3 separate regions of the Mus musculus genome follow, and regions 1 and 2 are each linked to region 3. The links are chromatin contacts, called in public promoter capture Hi-C maps. All regions are on one chromosome and are shown on one strand. The core of a region is the stretch at or near the end of the contact, and the rest is flanking DNA. Distances in the headings are between cores, read along the strand shown.

The links. Promoter capture Hi-C pulls out the DNA fragments that hold promoters and counts their contacts. Capture Hi-C pulls out chosen DNA fragments and counts their contacts.
Region 1: a contact with region 3 is called in a promoter capture Hi-C map of adipose tissue. The contact joins the promoter of Tigd3 here to the promoter of Kcnk7 in region 3. A contact is called at or near these places in 21 of 39 promoter capture datasets (the 3T3-L1 cell line, 3T3-L1-derived adipocytes, the C10 cell line and 11 more), 3 of 15 datasets of contacts at CTCF or cohesin (large pre-B cells, pro-B cells and stem cell-derived epiblast-like cells), 45 of 484 Hi-C or Micro-C datasets (3T3-L1-derived adipocytes, the AML12 cell line, the Ba/F3 cell line and 27 more), 9 of 115 datasets of contacts at active chromatin or transcription factors (astrocytes, craniofacial prominence, embryonic forebrain and 6 more) and 4 of 9 other capture datasets (adipose tissue, embryonic stem cells, liver and 1 more).
Region 2: a contact with region 3 is called in a promoter capture Hi-C map of neural stem cells. The contact joins the enhancer-like site here to the promoter of Kcnk7 in region 3. A contact is called at or near these places in 16 of 39 promoter capture datasets (the 3T3-L1 cell line, 3T3-L1-derived adipocytes, the C10 cell line and 9 more), 1 of 15 datasets of contacts at CTCF or cohesin (large pre-B cells), 8 of 484 Hi-C or Micro-C datasets (Th1 cells, bone marrow-derived macrophages, embryonic stem cells and 2 more), 9 of 115 datasets of contacts at active chromatin or transcription factors (the HPC-7 cell line, Th17 cells, bone marrow-derived macrophages and 5 more) and 4 of 9 other capture datasets (adipose tissue, embryonic stem cells, liver and 1 more).

What each region holds. Positions count from the first base shown.
Region 1 is chr19:5,892,011-5,896,118 of GRCm38.p6, forward strand. It overlaps Tigd3 (tigger transposable element derived 3), which reads right to left and starts at 2,118. Exons shown (of 2, transcript NM_001362045.1): 1 at 1,960-2,118; 2 at 1-1,107. The coding sequence starts at 1,090.
Region 2 is chr19:5,527,043-5,531,186 of GRCm38.p6, forward strand. It overlaps the pseudogene Gm31166. Among named protein-coding and RNA genes, the nearest start is that of Snx32, 19 kb to the left of the region's middle. Within about 2 kb of position 2,494, at least 107 of the 459 cell types and tissues checked have an H3K27ac peak or open chromatin away from gene starts, as enhancers often do. A contact at or near this core is called in Th1 cells, Th17 cells, adipose tissue and 5 more, where this site is marked.
Region 3 is chr19:5,703,149-5,707,205 of GRCm38.p6, forward strand. It overlaps Kcnk7 (potassium channel, subfamily K, member 7), which reads left to right and starts at 1,323. Exons shown (of 3, transcript NM_010609.3): 1 at 1,323-1,646; 2 at 2,919-3,317; 3 at 3,555-3,953. The coding sequence starts at 1,328. The coding sequence ends at 3,868.

The DNA.
Region 1 (4,108 bases), core at 868-3,367, 190 kb after region 3:
CTTCTTGAACAAAGCTGCTCAAAATGAGCTGGCGAGGTACCTTGGCCCAAGCTGCGGCCACCATGTGCAGAGCATCCAAAACTGTGATGCTAGCCCTGGCCTCCGCCAGGGAGGTGCCCTCTTTCCCACTCTGCATGGCAGCCAGTTTGCTCAGTAGACGGTGACGGTAATGGGCCTTAAAGGCCAAAATCACAGAGCCAGGCAGGGAAGGAGTGGTGCTGGAGGCAGAGAGAGGCAGGAGTCGAACGTGATGGAGTCCAGGAAGGCTGGCCCATTCCTCTACCACTCCAGAAGCCAGTAGCAAGGCTACCTGTCGGCCCTGCTGTCCCATGTCCTGGTCAAACTGTGCCAGCCACTCTGACCAGGGAATGGCTAGGTCAGGGTGATAAGAGGTAGGCAGTGCCTCACTGCTCACCCCAAAGAAGCATCTTGGGGCCGCCTGGAGCCCACCCACAAATACCCTTCGCTTTTCTGTGCCTCTGCTGTTGGCACATAACAGTACTTGCAACCGATCACATTCAAACACTCTGCCAGGCACCGCGCGATACAACAAGGGTACTTCAGCACAGCCAAAAACATCTTCTGGTGAGAAGTCTTTAAGAGAAAGAGGTGGCTGGGCCTGAGATGGGAGAACTGCAGGAGGAGCTTCAGGAGGGAACAGAGGGACAAGGACCTGGCGAGTCCCAAAGCCCACATTGTTTCGACGTTTCCAGCGGACCAGCCAGCCAATGCTAGGCACGAAATCCTGGCCCATGATATCGGCCAGTTCCTTGGCCTTGTGGAGCAACATGGGCCCCGTTACATCCCAGGCCTTGGCTCGGGCAATGTGGTACCAGCACAGTAGAGCCTCATCGATCCCACTGTATTTGGATTCACGCTTCCGCTTCCGCTCGTGGTTGGCTGTGCCACTGCACCAGTCTGCCAACAGCTTCTCCTTATTCTTGCAGATCCGTGAGATCTGGGGCTGTGAGACCTGGAAGCGCCGGGCCACCTCTGACTGGGACATCTTAGACTCATCCAAGAGTTCCAGCACCTGGATCTTCTCAGCCAGGGACAGGGCGTGAAGCTTCTTCTTGGTGTTCAGCTCCATGACTCCCTGGGAAGCTGCTGGGGGAAGAAAAGTAGGAGAGCGTGCCAATGGCTGAGAGCAAGAAGAACAGAAGAGGTCGGGACCCCTGAAGCCAGAGCAATTCTCTGGAATGCAGAAAGCTGGAGGAGACCAGGCCAGCTGAAAGAGACATGAGATGGCCAGGCTGTGGGAGGAGAGGGCTAGACCCAGAAGAGAGCTGGCAGAGTCGAGTGTTTCTGGTCCGAAGTGGAGAGAATTCTGGGCTGGGGTTTGGTATTGATGGGGTGGAAGGATGAATAGAGGCTAAAGCACAGCTGTAAAGACAACCAGGAGACAGCTGCAGGGACAACAAAGGAGCAAAAACAAGGAGAGGCCTGGGGCTGAGGCTGAGCGGGGCAGGTGTAGGGGACATTCAGGGTGCCAGGGAGGAGTCCCCTGAGAGGAGATGAGGAGGAGGAGGACCTAGGTTGAATTTTGATGGCTGAAGGCAGGTGGTAGACTGAACGGACAGAGTCGAGATGAACAGGTGAGATGGTACAGATGACAAAGCCAGATGGATGGTGTCTGAAGGCGCTAGTACAATTCGGCGCTGGCAAGGCGGGGTGGTAAAGCTACCCAACGGTTCAACCAGGAGAGTGAAGATGCCAAGACGACAAAGGGAGACAGGGTGAGGAGGATGAGGGCAAAAGGGAAGAAGTGTCCTCTGCCCAGTGATAGCCTGGAGTGATATCAGAGAGAAGGGAGCACCGGCCAGGAAGCAGGCGGCTCGAGCGCTGGGCTCTGCGCCCTGGTTCGCTGAGTTGACCCCTCGTCAGTCGGCTGGACGGACACAGGCGTCGACCCCAGCCCGCCCGCCCACCCGGCTACAGGGCCTCCCGCTCCGCACCCACCTCCAGGCGCCGTCCCGCGCCTCCAGTCCCTGCCCCAGCCAGGTTCCTGGGCCTCAGCAGAACCAGAGAGTGACGGGCGCCGCGACCCGAGGACAGAGCGCGCCGAGAGGCTGCTCTGGAGCGGGCGCGCGCAGAGCGCGCACAGCCCTCACCCGGGTCTCTCAAGGCTGGGAAAACCTCGTCGCGGCCCCTCCGCAGCCCCGCCCTAACAAACTGATTAGCCATCAGCGGCAACTTGTCCCGCCTCCAGTTACATCTGATTGGATGCTGTGGAAGTGGCGGTTTGTCAGCCCTCCGGAGGAGGAGCTTCCTGAGTGGAGGGGTCTGGCGGGAAGAACCGGCCTTAGTGCCTATCACTTGTCGACCAGCCGGCGTGCCTTGACAGCCACCCAGGTGATTTCGACCCCATCCCTACGTGGTACCTAACTGGGATACCGGCCCTCCAGGATTTGTTTTGGAAACAAGATGAAAGGAGAAAATGAATGAATGTAAGCTTTTAGTCACAAAAGAGTTACCATGGACAGCGCTGGCCTCTGGTCTTGCCAACGGCCTACAAAATACACCGGTGGCAAGAAAGGACATTTTTTTTTTTAACCAGTTTTGGTGGGTCACGGCAAGATCTAAATTCCTGTTAGTCACTTCCCTCCTTTGTAACTAGGTGTAGATAACTTAGCCCTCCCTGCCCCTAAACAGCCAGGACCCCACTTTTTCATAGGTTTTGAGCCTATCCATTTACCACTGGATGCTGTCAGTCTCTCCAAGTGTCGTCTCCTGCGAACCAAATATTTTCTCTTAAATCTATTTTAGTGGTCTCATCTGCACATTTCTTTTTTGGCCCTCAAGACTACTCAGTTGCTAAGGATTAGTGCCTGACTCCCTGTACTCCTGGCCTACATAGCAGAACAGGCAGTGCATAGTCCAGACAACTCTGTGCAGTAGCAGGCCAGGGCTCAGCTTTCTCTGGCAACAGTGACCTCAGGGTGCTCTAGGAAAATCTGAGCACACTTCAGTCGATATATAAGTATTTAGCTAGAGAGGTTTGGGAGGGGTTCCCTTCCTTGTTGAGGCAGGGCTTTGCTGTGTAGCATACTCCCAGTTGGATGTTAAGCTTCCTGCAGATTCTGTCTCTGACTTCCATGTCCCTCTAAGAGTGCTGGAATAAGGGCTGGTGAGATGGCTCAGCGGGTAAGAGCACCCGACTGCTCTTCTGAAGGTCCTGAGTACAAGTCCCAGCAACCACATGGTGGCTCACAACCATCCTTAAGGAGATCTGACTGGTGTGTCTGAAGATAGCTGCAGTGTACTTACATATAATAAATAAATTTAAAAAAAAGAGTGCTGGAATAACACACATCATCCAGCTCCTTATCTGGGATGCAGGGACAAAATTCAGGTGGTCAGGTTCACAGTCAAAGTGCTTGTCTTGGACAGGGGTACGATGCCAATAAATAAATGAATGGGGAAAAAAGAGAGAAGAGAAGAGAAGAGAAGAGAAGAGAAGAGAAGAGAAGAGAAGAGAAGGGAAAAGTGCTTTAACTAGCTGAGCCATCTCCCAGTTGTTTAGAATCTCAAAGTGGGGCTGGTGACATAGTTTAGCAGTTTAAACAGGAGACCAGAGTTCAGGAGCTGAAGAGATGGTGAAGAGCACTGTCTGCTCTTCTAAAGGTCTTGGATTGTATTCCCAGCCCCTCAAAACCACCTTTAACTCCAGCTCCAGGCTATCTTGGATACTTGGTACACAGACTTATATGCAGGCAAAATATTTCTTCAAAACAAAACAAAACCCACAAAGACCAATGTTCAGTGACTCAAAACTGCTTGTAATTTCAGCTCTAGGGGATCTGATACCCTCTCATCCTGCCTCTGCACTAACATGCATATACTCAAATACTTTTTCTTAAAACAGGGTTTTCTGAGGCTGGAGCTATGGCTCAGCAGTTAAGAACACTGACTGCTCTTCCAGAGGTTCTGAGTTCAATTCCCAGCAACCACATGGTGGCCTACAAACATCTGAAATGGAACCCAATGCCCTCTTCTGGTATGTCTGAAGACAGCTACTGTTTACTCATATAAATAAAATTTTAAAAATAACCGGGCGTGGTGGCCCACACCTTTAATCCCAGCACTTGGGAGGCAGAGGCAGGAGGAT
Region 2 (4,144 bases), core at 1,244-3,743, 170 kb before region 3:
CAGATGGTTGTGAGCCTCCATGTGGTTGCTGGGAATTGAACTCAGGACCTCTGGAAGAGCAGTCAGTGCTCTTAACCGCTGAACCGTCTCTCTAGTCCAGGAAGATCTTTTTGATGAATTGATATAGAGCAGACTGAGAAAGAAGTAGGGGCAGTGGGCACAGAGCTTTTGACAGGATGTGTGTCCAGGCCCACTGGGATTATCTATGGTGTCATCTATTCCCGTGTGCACTTGTGGCTTGCTGGAGGGGATCTCTTCAGTAAACCATGTGTGTAAACCACAAGGCGCATGAGAGTCGTGCTCTGCGTGCCAACTTACTCAGGATTTGTACTGTTTACCGATCAATGATCATAATTATTACGTTACAATCATGTCCTTTCATTTTTCATTATTGAGTTGGGATTCATATAACTATAATTAGATTGTAAAGTTGCAGTCTAGTGGCGTTTACTGCATTTGCTATGTTGTGAAACCAGCACCTCGTGGGTTCAGAATGTGTTTCAGACTCTCGTTCAAAATGAAAGGCCCTCCTGCTTGCGTTTGTTGCTTGTTCTGAGAGTGAACCTAAGGCATCACACATGCTGTCCAGGTGCTCAGCTGCGAAGATGCCTCCCCGCCCCATATTAAAATGTATTACTAGTGTGTATGTTTACACATGTGGACGTGAGCGGACATTATGTGTGCCACAGCCTGTGTGTGTTGTAGTGCTCATGTGGAAGTCAGATGCCGACTTTAGGAGTCAGTTCTTCCTTTCCACTGTGGTTGTCAGGAACCAAAGACTGAATTCAGGCTCTCAGGCTTGTTCAACTAGAGCTGAGCCATCCCCTCAGCCCTTCATGGTGCTGTGTGAGACAGGGTCTCACCATGTAGCTCTGGCCGGCCTAGAACTCACTGTGTAGACCAGGCTGACCTCACAGAGTCCTCCCTGCTTCAGCCTTTCAAGTGCAGGAATTAAGAACATACGTCACCATGCCACCTCTCCTAAAATAGAGTCCCTCTTCCCGAGCTGTCTGACCTTGTTATTTCCATTTCCGGCTGTTGTATACCAGTTCCTATGATTGATTCATCTATGCGTTGATTCAATAGGTATTACCAAGCACCTACATACAAGTACACCACTGAGTACTGTACTATGGTAGGTAGGTGCTAAGGATACAGTAATATGTTTACCCAGGGAACAGAGAGGCTAGTAGGAGTTTTATACACTGAGCATATAATCAACAGCAGATTAATTTATGTCGGACTTGTCGGAAAGGCTGTTCGGAGCCTAGGGATGTAGCTTGGCTGACTGTTTGCCCAGCAAGCGTGAAGCCCTTGGTTTAATTCCCACACTGGTAAACTAAGTGTGGTAAAGCATGCCTGTAATCGCAGTACTTAGGAGGTGGACACAGGAGGACGAGTGGTTTAAAGTCGTAATTGGCCACATAGCAAGGTCAGCCTGGAATACCTGAAATCCTGGGAAAGGAGGAAGGAAAGGAACGAGGAAGGAAGAAGAGAGGGAAAGAAGAAGTATTTACTCGTGAAAGCTGGTCAAATGGCTCAGGAGGTAAAGTTTTTGTTCCTGAAACTCACACAGGGGAAGGAGTCAGCTGATTCCTCCAGAGCTGCATCAGAGAGCCAGTGAGCCCCACACGCCTTCCCCTTCCCACACAATAAATAATGTGATACAATTTATTTTGTACTTCAGATTTTATTTTATGTGCATGGGTATTTTTGCCTCCATGTTTGTCTGTGCACTGTGAGAGTGCCTGGTGCCCATGGAGGCCAGAAGAGGGCATCTGATGTTTGGGAATTGGAGTTACAGATGGTCATGAGCCACCTTGTGGGTTCTGGGAACGAAACCTGGGTTCTCCGCAAGAGCAACAAGTGTTCTTAACTGATGGTTCATCTGTCCAGATTTTTTAAAAAATTAAAAAATTTTAAAGACCACGAATACTTGTGAACTGGCATGGTGGTGCAGGCTTGTGACCCCAGCTACCTAGGAGACTGATGTAGGATGAGGTCCAGATCTTCCTGTCTCGAAGAGAAGAAGGAAGTTGGGGGTTTAGCTCAGCCAGACTGCTCACCTAACATTTGCTAGCCCTGAGCCCAAACCTCAGTATGGAAGAGGTGGAGGTGGAGGTCAGATAGTGAACAAGACAGCGGAAATTCTTATAGGGTCAAAGATCTTCCAAGGAACTGAGCAGGACCACATGAGGGTGGAAGCAGAAAGTCACCAGTAAAAGAGCATTTCATTTGCTACTCGAGAACAGCTCAGACAGTAGTGTGACCACCGTGACCATTTTATAGATGCTTCCCACCTCCCCCACTCCCTGCCCCCAGCAGATTTCTGCCTAACACACCTTATTTTCTGAGGCCTGATTGAGGTGGAAAGGGTTCTTGTCCAGCAGAGGGCAGGATGAGAAGGAAAACGGCAGGCGCTCAGGGTCAGCCCAGCATCAGTCTAGCCGCAGGTGTAGTCGCAATCGACCAGCAGAGGGCGCCGCGGAACCGTCTTGGCTCTACCAAATGTGCCCTGGTCCCTACCCCACCACACCCACTGGGACTCCAGTACTCCTGACCCAGCAAGCTTTCAGCGCCCTGGGGCTTTTCCTTGCACGCTAGTGCCCTCTTTTGTTTTCCTAGCCGCTTGTTCCTTAATCAAACTGTGGAATAACAAACCAGGGCAAGTCACTGAAGTTAACTTCAAACAGCGAGCCAGTGACCACAGACACATGGACCTGTCTCATCCAGTTCTCGTGCCGGGTCCCCAGGCAAGCAGCCATACAGAGTGCCAGCTGGTTGTTGCCTCTGTGCCACGGCTGCACGTCCCTCATGTAGGCACAATCTTGGGTTTCTTCAGGCAGGGTGACCTGGCAGGTCTGCCCCACCCACAGCTGGTTTCGCTTTCCTAATGTTAGAAGTGCCTCTAACTGAGGGAGGGTGGCGGAACAGGTTTCAGCATTTTCCCTATTTTTTTTTTTTTAATATGCTTATTTGCTTAAGATTTCTTTCTGGTGAGTTCTCCCCCTTCTCAAGAGATGCCCAGAGCGCCCTCTTTGGCATTTGTCCAAAGTCCAGGTTCTAATAGCTTTCAGCTAGTTTAATTTTAACCATAAAGCCGTCTTTTGGAATAATTACTTTTTAATCCGGAAAGAGCCAGTTTGATACAAGACTGTAAGACGTTCCTCCTGCTCAGAGCTAGCAGATGTAGAGGAATATTCATTTCCTGCAAGTGCGTCTCCTAAGTGAGGGAGCTGATGGGTGTGAGAATGGAAAGTGGAGAGAAATTGATTGGGTTTAACTGTTTCAATGTCTGCTTTAATGAACTTGGTGTCTAAGGAGAATAAGCTGGAACGAGAGCGGGGAGAGACAATATAAAGACCTTTGTGCTGATCTGCAGGTGGCAAAGTGGCCTATTCTCAGAGTTGTCCTGTGCACAAGCAGATACGCTCTGATTTCTGGGACAGTCTCTGCTTCTCAGACAGAAGACACAATGGCCTTTGTTAGATCATCTATTGGTTGTCAATTCTAAAACCGTAGGCATCTAAGAGACCTGTCAGCAGCCACCGGCCTTTTCTCCTTCGGACTGGCCCAGCAAGGGCGGGCCATCAGCGACGAGAGTCCCCAGAGTGCTCCACGCTAGCTGGATCCCATTTCTTTCCTTATGGCCCCAGTCCTTTGTAATAATTACTTGTGTTTATGAAACCTTAAAGGATTTTTGATGTATCAGGGTAGAAATCCGTCTTCCTTTTTGTTGTTGAGGTAGCAAGCTTTTTATTTGGCAATAAAAGACAAATCAAAGGTGAGAATGAGAGGAGAGGGAGCTGTGTGTGGTGGGGACCGTCTGGAGAGAGTCCTGCTGAGGCAAGCGGGCTTGGGAGAACACTGTTACAGAAATCAACTTTACTGTCGCCCATGCTGGGCTTGCTCGTGTCCAGGGCTCTCGTGGCAGCACTGGGTGAGAGGGAGAGGATAAAGGAAGCCTTAGCACATGTTACCAATGGCAAGTCTTGAGCCAAAATCAAGGCTCTCCTAATCTAGTTGGAGCTGGGCCTTTTGGGGTTAAGAGTAAATCGTATGTGTATAGTCTCAGCTCCAGAGAGGTGGAGACAATTAGATTAGGAGTTCAAGGCCATCCTTGGCTATATAGGGAGTTTGAGAT
Region 3 (4,057 bases), core at 73-2,572:
GAACCTTTCCCAGGATGTGTCGTCTTCACCCCAGGGAGATACTCACCTCTGGGAAAAATCTCAAGGGTTTGCCCTGGGTTTGCCTCTCATATTCTGGATATGGGGAAGCCCACCCACCTGGAAGCATGGTGACCCTCCCTGGTGGCCTGGACCTGGCCTTGAGGTTCCCACCCAGTCAATGCCTTAGGGCAGTCCTTCCATGGTTTATGAATGAAGCTCCCCCAATTTACACAAAGTAGCCATTCCAGGTCTGCAGTCCAGCCAGGCAGAGGCAGGAGATCTGCAGCAAGAGCCAGAACAAAGAGTCAGGAACACCAAGCGCCCTTACCTCATGCTCTCTCCAACTGTGTCTATTCTGAGTCCCACAGAGCCTCTCCCACCCTCTGCTTAGGCGATCACTGTCCCACCCAGAATGCTTCAGCATCCTCACAAGATCTTTGGTCTACTTGCCAACAACAACCTGTCTCCTCAGCCCCTTCTTCATGGTTGGTCTCTGACTCCTATATGACTTTTTCCCTGATGTTATCTTTAAACTTTTATTTTATTTTAGACAATCTTACTCTATTGCCCTGACTTCGAACCTGCTTTGTAGATCAGGTTAGCCTTGAACTCACAGAAATCTTGAAGGCATTCGCCATCACACTTGGCCCTATATTTTTATATAGATTGCTGTTTTGCCTGCATGGGTCTTTACCACAAGTGTACCTGGTATACCTGTGCCAGGGGAAGGCTCTCAGGTAACCTGGAACTAGAGTCACTGGCAGTCGTGAGCCACCATGTAGGTGCCAGGAATCGAACCAAGGTCCTCTGGAAGAACAGCAAGTGTTCCTCACAGCAGACCATCTTTCCAGCACCATAACTAGCTTGTTCTCTGGTTGGAATATTACTTCCTTCAAAGAGTTTTCCTGGGAAGTTTGCCCTCCCCGCAGGCTGCTCCCTGGTAGTTTGTCAGCAGATTTCTTATGGGAGCAGCAGGAGAGGACAAACCTGTGTCTGTCATCTTCCCTGGTGTCTGAATGAGTGATGCATATGTGACCAAGGAGGCGTGACTTTGCGTACGTTCGTGTGAGGATCTCTCCAGGCTTTTCTCACCCAGTCAGTCTTCTCACCACAGTGTCTTCCTCCGCCCACCCCCAGTGCCCGGCTGCCATGTCTTGCCCCAGAAACTGGGCGTGCTGTGGCTCACCTCCCTCATTCACGTTCATTCTAGTCATCTCAGCCGCCTACCCACGCAGCACCTCCTCCCCGCCACGCCCTTCGCAGCCCCTCCCTGGTGCCACTGGTGGCTTAGCCTACTCCCTCACCTTCCCAGACTCAGTGCCATGCTATGGGGAGTCTGAAACCATGGGCCCGATACCTGCTCCTGCTTATGGCCCACCTGCTGGCCATGGGCCTTGGGGCTGTGGTGCTTCAGGCCCTGGAGGGCCCTCCAGCTCGCCACCTCCAGGCCCAGGTCCAGGCTGAACTGGCTAGCTTCCAGGCAGAGCACAGGGCCTGCTTGCCACCTGAGGCCCTGGAGGAGCTGCTAGGTGCGGTCCTGAGAGCACAGGCCCATGGAGTTTCCAGCCTGGGCAACAGCTCAGAGACAAGCAACTGGGATCTGCCCTCAGCTCTGCTGTTCACTGCCAGCATCCTCACCACCACCGGTAGGCACTACCACCACTACCACCAAGCAAACCAGGAGGAGGACCCAAGAGCTCTAGGGTGCAAGCCCTTCCCCCACCCCAAAGCTCCAGACAAAGCCACGGCTCTATCAGACCTGACATCACAAGTGGGGCTCCCCACACAACACACCCCAACTGGTGCCTCCACTTAAGCTGCCAGGAGGGGTGTGGCCTCCCCAGCCCCGCCCCTCAGCACTCTGCATCCAGCAGAGAAACCCGGGTCACATAGGCCTGAAGCCAGACAGAGAATACATCTGGGTGGGATAGACTCTTGGCTAGAGAGATGCTGTAGGAAGCACAGCTTAGAGCCGCCCTCGAGGAAGTCTGAGGGGAGGAAGTGGTGATGATGTGCTCAGAGCCCAGTGAACAGGGTGCAGAAGTAGGTCGGGTTAGCGAAATTCCTGGCTAAGAGAACAGATGTGCTTAGGCACAGAACTAGTCCTAGGGGGTTGGTTTTGTTTCATTGTCCTGCTAATAGTCTAAATACTTTTCAAAGTGAAATATGTATCTCTAACTTCCTTTCCAATTGGCTGGAGCAGGATGGAGCCTGCCTCTAGACCACATGGCCGCTGGCCCACCCAGTCTTCACTACACTCTTACCTCACAGCTGACTCCTAGGAGCTTTGGCCTTTGTAACCCATGGACCCTGCTGATCTTGTTCTCCCAGCATGCCCCAGTCTCCTACCTCTCCCTTTCTTGCTCCCTGCTTCTCTGGCTCTAAATGCTGTCTCTCGTGCATGCTGCCTCTTTTCAGAACGTCTTGTTCCCTTGCCTGCTTCCCTCCCATAACCCAGAGCCCGGGCAGATACACATTTGGGGAAAGAAGGCGGATGGCATGCCACAGGTTGAAGATTTGGAAATAATGGTAAAAATAAGAACTGACAAACCCAGGAAGTCAGGATCTGGCTGGGGAGACATTAGTTGTGGAGCGCTTGCCTAGAAGGCATGGGGCTCCCTGGTCTCCATCTGAAGTACAGATAAAGAGGAAGGGTCTCTCAAAGCCAGAATCAGCTTTAAATTGTTCCAGCTACAGACAGCCTAGGGCATCTGTCTTCAGAATTAATTTTCCAGAAAAGACAACAGTAACCCAGTGAGGTTAAGAAGCCAGTCCACCATCCAGTGAAAAGAGGACCCCAGCCTGAAGCATTCATGTCATCACCAAAAGGCAGACTTCTGTGGGAGGTGATGGAGAAAAAGTGACCGCCAGGGGCAGCCCACTCAAAAGCTTGCTGCCCTCTTCTCTCTCTTTTCCAGGTTATGGCCACATGGCCCCACTCTCCTCAGGTGGAAAGGCCTTCTGTGTGGTCTATGCAGCCCTTGGGCTGCCAGCCTCTCTAGCACTTGTGGCTGCCCTGCGCCACTGCTTGCTGCCTGTGTTCAGTCGCCCAGGTGACTGGGTAGCCATTCGCTGGCAGCTGGCACCAGCTCAGGCTGCTCTGCTACAGGCAGCAGGACTGGGCCTCCTGGTGGCCTGTGTCTTCATGCTGCTGCCAGCACTGGTGCTGTGGGGTGTACAGGGTGACTGCAGCCTGCTAGAAGCCATCTACTTCTGTTTCGGCTCACTCAGCACGATCGGCCTAGGAGACTTGCTGCCTGCCCATGGACGTGGCCTGCACCCAGCCATTTACCACCTTGGGCAGTTTGCACTTCTTGGTGAGTCCAGAAAAGAGGAGGGTAGAGAGGGTCTGGACTACAACTCCCATAGACCACTAGGGACTACAATTCACAGAGATCCTACCCTAGGGCACAAAATGGGTGTTGTAGTTTAAAGAACACTGGGAGCCATGTTGAGAGTTTCAAGTAGTGCCAGGGTGGATGGTCACACTGGGAAGTGGGGGGGGGGGTATTCTGAGCACCCTAAGAGCTGCCCCTACTGCCTCTTCTCCCCAGGTTACTTGCTCCTGGGGCTCCTGGCCATGTTGTTAGCAGTAGAGACCTTCTCAGAGCTGCCTCAGGTCCGTGCCATGGTGAAATTCTTTGGGCCCAGTGGCTCTAGAACCGATGAAGATCAAGATGGCATCCTAGGCCAAGATGAGCTGGCTCTGAGCACTGTGCTGCCTGACGCCCCAGTCTTGGGACCAACCACCCCAGCCTCAGTATCAGAACATCAGAACAGACCCCAGCCTGCTGACCCCAGTCAGGCGACAGGAAGTCAGCTCGATCGTGTTGGGGGACCTGAGCGGGAGGCACCAAGGAGTGCTTGAAGAACATAGCAGGAAGGGGTTATGGGAATGAATATGTCATGGGATAATGTTAATTTTAAAAATTAAATGGGCTGCTTAGCATGCACCAAGCGACTCTGGGCTAAATCTTCTAGCACTAGGAAAAATATTCAACTGTGTGAGTATGTGTATGTCAAACAAAAAAAACAAAAAACAAAAAACAAAAAATTC